3 separate regions of the Sus scrofa genome follow, and regions 2 and 3 are each linked to region 1. The links are chromatin contacts, called in public Hi-C and HiChIP or PLAC-seq maps. All regions are on one chromosome and are shown on one strand. Each heading gives the region's core, a stretch centred on a gene start, on an enhancer-like site or on the middle of the called end of the contact. The rest is flanking DNA. Distances are from core to core; before and after follow the strand shown. Region 1 holds the start of STT3B (dolichyl-diphosphooligosaccharide--protein glycosyltransferase subunit STT3B). Region 2 overlaps GADL1 (acidic amino acid decarboxylase GADL1). Region 3 holds the start of CMTM7 (CKLF like MARVEL transmembrane domain containing 7).

The links. A called contact is a pair of places that touch in the nucleus more often than the background predicts. HiChIP or PLAC-seq counts read pairs in DNA pulled down with a chosen protein or histone mark.
Region 2: an H3K27ac HiChIP or PLAC-seq map of skeletal muscle shows a contact between it and region 1. The contact joins the enhancer-like site here to the promoter of STT3B in region 1. A contact is called at or near these places in 1 of 5 promoter capture datasets (fetal skeletal muscle), 5 of 47 Hi-C or Micro-C datasets (embryonic fibroblasts, epiblast stem cells, fetal heart ventricle and 2 more) and 1 of 2 datasets of contacts at active chromatin or transcription factors (skeletal muscle).
Region 3: a contact with region 1 is called in a Hi-C map of mesenteric adipose tissue, with 1.7 times the contacts expected there. The contact joins the promoter of CMTM7 here to the promoter of STT3B in region 1. A contact is called at or near these places in 2 of 47 Hi-C or Micro-C datasets (embryonic fibroblasts and mesenteric adipose tissue).

Annotation. Positions count from the first base shown.
Region 1 is chr13:17,530,532-17,533,699 of Sscrofa11.1, reverse strand. It overlaps STT3B (dolichyl-diphosphooligosaccharide--protein glycosyltransferase subunit STT3B), which reads right to left and starts at 1,359. Exons shown (of 16, transcript XR_002338187.1): 1 at 1-1,359.
Region 2 is chr13:16,921,766-16,924,623 of Sscrofa11.1, reverse strand. The region is part of intron 14 of GADL1 (acidic amino acid decarboxylase GADL1); the gene reads left to right. Among named protein-coding and RNA genes, the nearest start is that of GADL1, 130 kb to the left of the region's middle. Within about 2 kb of position 1,408, at least 10 of the 83 cell types and tissues checked have an H3K27ac peak or open chromatin away from gene starts, as enhancers often do. A contact at or near this core is called in embryonic fibroblasts and skeletal muscle, where this site is marked.
Region 3 is chr13:18,370,493-18,373,510 of Sscrofa11.1, reverse strand. CMTM7 (CKLF like MARVEL transmembrane domain containing 7) reads right to left here and starts at 1,340. Exons shown (of 5, transcript NM_001243922.1): 1 at 1,127-1,340. The coding sequence starts at 1,285.

The DNA.
Region 1 (3,168 bases), core at 110-2,609:
ACCACGTGACCGGACGCGCAGGCGCGCTGCTCCGCGCGTGAGTCTGGCACGCACGGCTCGGCCACCGGTGGCGCTCCGCTCGCGCGGTGAGTGAGGCTCCTGCCTATGCGCTGCGATTCGCCCCGCGGGTAGCGCCCGACATTCTGCCTCCGAGGTTGCGAGCAAGGACGCGTTTGCCAACGCCGAAAATTCTTTGGAGCCGGCAAGCAGGCCCCTAGCTCGGCAACGACCTGCTAGGACCTGTGAACTGCGGATCTCTGGCGTTTTTCACTAGTATTTCTCTAATTGCAAAGGTAGTGTTTGTTCAATGGAAAGGTAGACAGATGCAGGAATCAGTTGCATACATTCCACTGGGGACGAGTGAAACTATTTAACTTCCTGTGGACTTTTAAGTTCTATCTTTAGTAGGTGATGGCTGACTGCAGATTCCCAGACACGAATCTAGGTTGTATTTTTACACCTTTCTCCCCCTTTCCCCATGCCCCTGCCCTCCAAAAGAAAGTGCTACCGGGTAGAGTAAATTCAAAGCAAAATAAGCTTAAATGCAAGTGGAGTAATCGACTATATTTCAATAAAAAGTACATATATATGTATGGAGTAGTGGGGAAACTAGAATTGCTCTGATAGAAGCCCCAGAAAGGGCACGAAGGTTTCAGCGTAATCAACAGTACTCGAGTGTTGACTTTTCACGTGATTAACATTTTTATTAGGTAAATAACATCTGAACTTAAAAGCATGTCTTCGAGTAATGTTATAAAGGCACCCAGTTATTTTCTTTAGTCATTTAAAGTTTTTACAGAGAAAATTTAAACACATTTAAAAGTTGTGTTTAAATAGTAGGTCTTTTCAAAGTGTTAGATAAATGTACTTTGACGTTGCCCTTTGAAAACGACTGGATCCAGCTACTTTCTTTTTTCTTTTTGCTGTGTCCACGCATACATAAACTCCAGGGCCAGGGATCAAACCCTGACCACAGCAACTACCTGCAACACAGCTGTGACAAAGCTGGATCCTTAACCTAGGCCACCAGGGAACTTCCATCTCTTAACCTGGTAAGTGATTAACTTTTCTCCCCTTTCCTTACATAAATAAATAAATCGTCTCATTAAGGAAAGGATGAAAAGATTTCCAGAAATAGACTTTTCCACTAACGATTTAATAGCCGACATTTATTGAACATCTAAATTTTAATGAGAGTTATGATGGAATATTAACGGAGTCCTATTGTACCAGAAAGGTGATGTGCCCTTTGTCAGAGCCCAAACCTTGTATGCCAGAATGCCGGCATTTGGAGTACTTGTGCCTTTGTTCCATGAATCCAAGTTCTGTCAGCCTAAAATAAAATTATTTTGTGTTTTTAATTTATTTGGAAATATCTATTTTATTGTCTTTTGTGTAGATGCTCCCTGCTAAGTTGTACATTATCTTTTTTGGGGGGGAGGGTTGTTTAATGGCCAGAATCCTGGTCTGAAAAGTGTCAAAGCTTGGTTCTGACCCCGTATTGTGGCTTCTTAGCCATGTAACATTGGACAACTCACCCCCCATGGGTCGCTCTTCCTACTCTTCAAGTAAATTGTTAATATCAAATTAGATGGCTTTAAAACAAAAAACCCAAACAAAAATTAGTTTATCTGAAAATATTTTGAAGGATTGTTGAGGAACATAGAGTAGCGTAAGAGTAAAAACAGCAGGAAAAACTCCTGTTATTCTTGGTCTTCACCCACTCACAGGCTCATTCAACAAGTATTTATTGGGCTTCTCTTTTATGCCAAGCACTTTGTGGACTGTGGGATGCAGTAGAGAACATGAAGGATGTGATTCCAGCCCTAGGGAGATGGATATTGACTAAACCATCCCGTTACTAAATACCAAAAATGGAACATTACAGATACTGGAAGAGACATATACAGGGGATTTGATTTGCACAAGATGGGAATGTTATCCTGAGGAAGCAGCATTAGGGCTGAGGACCAGGGGTGAGGATGAATGGACCAGGGAGAGAAGAATGGAAAGAATTAGTACTTGCAAAGGTCTGTAGTGGACTGGGAGGCAAGTACAGGAACCCAGAAAAGGACTAGTATGGCTACAACGCAGATAGTGGAACTATGTAGGATAGGAGTTGAATAAATGGCCAGATAGGGTGGAGCATGTTGAGAGGTGTTTTTTTTGTTTTATTTTAACCAGAAAGTAGTATGGAGCCACAGATGGCTTTAAGCAGGATGTGGTAGGTGTGATGGAATCAGAAAGATGATGGAGTGTGTGTTTTGTGCCATGTGGAAAGCACCTTGGAGAGGGGGACTAGTGAGAGTTCTCATCAGTCTTTTTGTACCAGTATCTGAGATTTCAGAGGTCACTTCTGTGAGGAATGCATTACTGAAGAACCTCTAAAGAACCCATAGAAATAAACTGCAACTTGTTTCGTTCTTGGTTTCCAGACCAACAACAGGGAAAAATGGTTTCCAGTCAGGGCATGAAGCTTGGGTGTGTTATTTTATTCTTCTCTGCACTTAACTTCTTTATCCTGCTAGGTGCTTACAGTGTTCTCACCAAGTACCAATATCTGAGGGGTTAGATAGTCAAACATAAACATGTGGTGTGATGAGCAGAGTGGTGATACATCAGGAGCAAAGAGGACAGTGGGCCAGGGCTTTCAAGGGGAGGGAGTGTTTGCGCTGAAACCTGAGTGTGAATTCACCAAACACACCAGGAAGAGGGATGGGGGGATGCCAAGCAGGAACAAGGAAGTCCATGGAAATAACACTCCAAGTTTAGTATTAATGAGGGTGTGTTGGAAGATGGAGGCTGAAAGGAAGATAAGAACCATATTATTGAGGATTTCTCTGCCTGGTTAACGGCTTTAGAATACCTTTCAGCAGCCAGGAGCCTTTGAAACATGGAGAACAATAAAACCATCAGAGTTGGTTGATGGAAAAAATGTTTGACAGCAGCATGAAGGATATACTGGAAGAAGTGAGAGTGGAAGGGTGGGGCCCAGAAAGGAAGAGAGAGATTGGAGAGGTATCAAGAGGGCAGAATCCAAAATTGATGGTGGGGGTGAGATAAAGGAAGTTAGAGGTTAGGATAAGTCTGGAGTTTCTAGATTGGCCATTCCAGTGGGAGATAGTGTCACAGAAATGGGGAGCCTAGGACAAGGAACAGGTTTGGAGG
Region 2 (2,858 bases), core at 159-2,658, 610 kb after region 1:
GCCGAGAAAAGTTGTCAGCCAAGAGGAGCTAAGCAAGGAGCTGGACCAGCCTCTGCCAAGGAAAGACATACCCTCAGGAAGATGAAACATTTATTTCATGTAGCTGACAACACTTTCCATGTGGTAACATGTTCAGATGCAAAGAATGTTGGCTGAAGTCAAACAAGGTTCGTGTGGTTTGGGGAGAGAAGTGCTTTGGTCTCACCCGGACTTAGTTTTGCTCTTGGCTCTATGAGACTTTTGGGACAGGCTGCTGTCTCTTGCCAAGGCTCATCCGTGAAATGGATTTAATAATACCTGACTCACGGTATTGTTGAGAAGATAAACTTGAGATAGTGAATGTACGTGGTGGCACTCAGTGCATGGTACAGTGCTCAATAAATGGTATCTGCAGTCATTGTTGATGCGAACAAACCTGGCCTTCTCATCCTAACCTCAGATGCTCTTTCTCACTTTTTGCTGATTTACTGGCAGTTTGAGCAACTTAGTTGCTGGTATATTTTGATAAAAAAGAAGAAAGAGGGAAGGGTATCTAGAAGTTGCAGTCTGAAAATTGAGCCCTTTAATCAAGGGCAGGGATGTATTTTTAGAAGCTGTAGAATTTCATGTCCTTGTAACTTGTGAACCTAAACTATAATCATGAGACATATTGGATGATTGGAGTCCTGGGCCCTCTTCTCATGCCTGTGCATACTCTGTGGGGGAGGTTCAGCTCTAGGAAATAAAGAACATGTTAACCACAAGGCAGAAATGTAGGGAAACATTTATTCATGGCCCTGTGATCACCCTTGGAATATTCACAAAGGGCATCACATTAGCCTTGGCTATGATGGCCAGTGCTCTGTGAGCAAGGGCACAGCTGGTCATAAGGAAGACTTTGATGGCTTACCTTTTCATTTCTTTCTTTATTACCTTTCCACTTGCCATGCAGATTGTTCTGAGTATTTATGATATTTATAGGCTTCTGATGATCTAGCCTCTGCTCTATTCCCTTTTCCACTTTTGCTAACTAATCCCTTATGCTTTCCTGTATCAGCTGGTTTTTAAATGTCAGTCTGGGAGGTTGATTTCAGAAGCTATATTTAAAAGAGACCTTCCTGCATCTTTGGCTCTTTAATGGGGCAGCATACTTAAAGAGGGATGGGATCCAGGGGGCCATTTCTTATTTTCTTTTTAGATTGCATCTTGGAAACAGAAGCACATCTCTTCACATGGTGTCCCGTAAACTCAGGGTAGGCTTTCTGCTGAGATCAGAATCTTTCAGCCTTAATCCTGAGGTCAGCCAGGAGTTGTGGCTAAAACCAGGCTGGAAATGCTTCAGGAAGCCGAAGGGAAAAGCTGTACCATGCAGTTGCTGTTGACTCACACATTTTCTGACCACGTGAGTCCTCTTTTCTGGCCATCTTCCCAAGGATTCTGGCAGGAAGCTGTCAGGCTGGATCAATTAGTGATTGCTGCATAGCAAACCAACCAAACCCAGTGGCTTAAAACAAAAAGCAATCATCAATTCTCATGAATTTCCGGATGATCTGGATGGTTGCACTGGTCTTGGCCGGGCTCCCTGTTACACCAACAGCCAGCTATGGGGCAGGAAGGCAGCTCTGTTCATCATGACTGTGTTTGCTGGACTAGCATGGCCACCACTGGGACAACTGAGCCATCCTCTAAATGGCCTCTAATCCTCATCAAGCTATTCTGGGCTCGTTGTCCTGGCAGTGGTAGGGTTCCAAGAGAGCAAGTGAAAGTTTGCAAGACTCCTTGGGCTCAGAACTAGCACATCATCCCTTGTGCTGTTTTTTATAGACCAGAGCAAATTGCAAAGCCAGACAGAATGGAGAGGAGGTGTGATGGAGGAACAGACTCCACCACTGCTGATGGGAAGAACTTGAAAATGACATTGCAGAGTGTGGCAGAAGGATATAATGTGAGCACTGTATTGCAACCATTCTACCACAGAGACACCCTTCCTTATGACTTTATACACTGCAGAGTGTTTTATGGCTTGAAAAGTGTTTCTACATCCACAGTCTCAGCTGACTTTCCTAAGAATCCTATCAAGTCAGTTTCATTCTTATGATCATTTCCATCTTACATATGAAGACACCGAGGCCCAGATCAGTTAATTAGGTAGGATTGAGGTGGAGCCAGGATTTAAATGCAGTTCTTAGTATAATCAGATTCTGTGTTGTTTTCATGGTGCATGAAAATATTATATCAAAGGATGAAATGAAAAGAAATGCCTCTTGACATAGCGAGATTGTGTGTGTGCAAGGAGTGATGAATCCCTATGTATCTGCTGCTGCTGGCTCCATGCCGCCTGGGCATTTGTGAAGCTCCCTCCTGCTCAGTGATGTCTCCGTTACGGTGCTGGGCCTCTGCGGCCTGGCCTGGGCATGGTGCCCCTGTGAGTTGTCAGGATTGGAGTTCGGCAGTGAAGCAGCATGGCTCACCCACAGGAAGCAGCCCTGAAAGGTCAGCCTGGGGTGGTCTGTGTGAGTGCTGGTGTACAGTTGAGAGCTTCTACTTTCTCTTAGTAGGAAAAGAGGGAGTCCTTAGGCACTTTTTTTTTTTTTGTCTTTTTAGGGCCACACTCACAGCATATGGAAGTTCCCAGGCTTGGGGTTGAATTAGAGCTGCAGCTTCTGGCTACACCACAGCCACAGTGTCGTGGGATTCCAGCTGCGTCGGTAACCAAGCTCATGACAATGCCGGATCCTCAACCCACTGAGTGAGGCCATGGATCAAATCCACATCCTCATGGATAGTAGTTAGATTTGTTACCACTGAGCCACAACAGTAACTCCTTTTGGCACATGTTTAAATCACTTTGATCATGACATATTTTCTGGACGTTCAGC
Region 3 (3,018 bases), core at 91-2,590, 840 kb before region 1:
ACTTTCTAATTTTTGGTCCACTTCAATGCTCTTCGAGAAAAGGGAACTCAATCCCCCTTCCTTTCAGGTCTGGCCAAGCAGAAAACCAGAGCCCTCTGTACACACTCAGCATCCAGAGCAACAGCGCTGTGGATACTTGGACAGACCTCATCCCGCGCCCATCCCTGGGGCTGATGCAGCTGCCCTGGCCCTGGCTCTGGCTCTGTGACCGGGTGGCTAACCCACATCCCTTCCTTCACACCCCCTTTCAAAATTACCACTTCCCCGTCCACCATTCCGGCTGCAAACAGTACAATGAGTGGAGTCACAGAACAGCCCAGCTCAGTTTCAAAACATATCCAACAAACGGGAAAGGTGTTTTCCTTAAGATTTAAATATTTTAAGGAAGAAAAAAAAAAAACGGGAAGGGAGAAAACAGTGCGGAACAAGGGCTCAGGCCGGGAAGGTCTGCCCTGGTGGAGGTTCCTGCAGCTCTGGTCGCACTCGGCGCCTGGGCTTTCGTCCTGCCCGTCTCCAAAATGACCCCCAGTCTGGCGACCCCGGCTCCCCAAAATCGACGTTCCCCAGTGACCGCTGCCGTCCAACGGCCGCGAGACCCCCTTTGAAGCTTGACGGCTGCCGCACGGATGCTTTCTCTCCCCGCCCCGCTCCGCTCCGGGAAGCCAGGCCTTCGGACTCCGCGCTCGGAGGAGGAAGCCCCGCGGCGCGCGGCTCCAGAAAAGAGGCGGCCGCGGCCGAGAAGAGGTCGGGTTCCGCGGCCTGAGTGCCGCTGCCCGGGCACTCTCCCCTCCCGGCTCGGGTCCGAAGCTGCGCGGCCCGAGAAAAGGAAGGAAGACGCACAGGAACTTTGGCGGCGGCTTCGGTCACGAGCGGGCAGGCCCCTCAGAACTGCTGGAAACACTTGGGACCCCGGAGCGGGGGCTGCTGGAGCAGACCGAGTGGGGCGGAGTTCCAGCGCGGGAGCTGCACGCTCAACTCGCCCGAGGAAGCCCCCTCCGACTTGACTTGGGCGGTACGCTCTCCGCCGGGGGGGCGGGATGCTCCGGCGGCGGGCGCGATCCCTCCCCGGACTCTGCCCTCCAGGTCTCCCCGTGTGACCCCCGGCCCGCTCCCGAGCCTCTCTCACCATCTGCGCCACTTTCAGCAGCGCCGCGTGGGTGCGGGGGTAGAAGGGGTCCAGCAGCCCTTCCGACGAGCCCGCGCCCGGCTGCCCCGCGCCAGCACCGGGTCCCGAGGAGCTGCCGCTGCTGCACGTGGTGCGAACGAGCCCAGCTCCGTGCGACATTTCGCAGCCCCTGCCCGCCCGCCGCCTCCTCCGGCCGGGGCCGAAGGCCAGCTGCGAAGGGGCGGAGTGGGGCCGCGGGGCGGGGCGGGGCCGCGGGGCGGGACCCTAGCGTCCGGGAGAGGCGCTAGCGCCCCGGGCCCGCGCGGGGACGCTCACCCAGCCTCGGCGGGACCTGGCCGGGGAGGGCCCGGTTCGCGATCTCCGGAAAGGTGGCTGCACCCCCTAGCCCTCGGGGAGGCGCGGAAGTCGGGCTGGAGGGAGGAGGGAAACCAACGCCCTGGGCCGTGGCCTTTCCGAGGTGGGCGAGGCCCGGGCACAGCTGGGTTTGGGCCTCCTGGGATTTGGTGTGGGCGCGCCTGCGAATGTGTGCTAAGAGCGCTTGATTGAAGTGTAACTCGCATACACTGAAATGCCCAAACCCTCCGTGTTCAGCTCCGTTAATTGTTCTGTATGTGTACGTACACCTGTGTAACCCCCCCGCCCCAGCAACCAATAGAACATGCCAATACTTGTGCTTTCCCCCTTGTGTCACTACAGATTCGTGTCCTCTCTTCTCAGACTTGATATACTTTAAATAATACAGCAATATTCTCATTTGTGTCTGGCTTCTTTCACTCAGTACAACACATTGAGATGAATTCTGTGTGCCCAATAAAACTGTGGTGAATATTCTGGTGAGATTTTTTGGTGGACATAAACAAGCTCTCAATTCTTTGGATAAATACCTATGAGTGGGTTTGCTGAGTCACATGGAGAGCATAGGTTTACCTCTAATAGGAGCGGCCAGTTATCCAAGCCATGTTGCCCTCCTTTGGGGTTACTTTCATTTTATTTTTTGTCTTTTTAGGGCTGCATCCGTGGCATATCAAGTTCCCAGGCTAGAGGTTTAATTGGAGCTGTTGCTGCTGGCCTACACCACAGCTCATGGCAACACTGGATCCTTAAACCACTGGGCGAGACCAGGGATCAAACTGGCATCCTCATGGACACTAGGTGTGGTTCTTAATCCGCTGAGCCATAGCAGGAACTCCCTGGGTTACTTTTAAATTGAAGACAGGTGCAAACAGGACTACTGAAGTGAGATGTTATCGGTGTTCTCTTTGAGCAGAGTGTCCCTGTGGCCAATCTTGTTATTTCTCAAAAAAACTTGGAGATAATGCAAAAATCTCTCTCTAAGAGATCACTGGATGCCAGGGCTGTGCTGTCGTCAGGAGACTGTCTTGATGATTCTAGAAAGTGGAGATACTCATGCAATCTCTGCTTTGATAAGTTTCCCAGGTGATTCTGATAAAATCTCAAGTTTGAGCACCAGTCATTGCCAAAGTTGAGGCAGTTGGGGTTTCACTACACTATTTTCTCCACTTTTGTGTACATTTGAAAATTTCCAGAAGTTCCCATCTTGGCACAGCAGAAATGAATCCGACTAGGAACCATGAGGTTTCAGGTTCCATCCCTGGCCTCGCTCAGTGGGTTAAGGATCCAGTGTTGCCGTAAGCTGTGGTGTAGGCTGGCACCTGCAGCTCCAATTTGACCCCTAGCCTGGGAGCCTCCATATGCCATGGGTGTGGCCCTAAAAAAAAAGAAAGAAAGAAAGGAAGAAAATTTCTTTGATCAAAAAAATAAAAAATGCTCCCAGTATCTGTGTTCTCTTTAGACAGCAGTCACAGTGCCTGGTAGTTCAGTTTCCTTCTCTGTAAAACAAAGATAATTGCACCTTGGGGCTGCAGTGACAA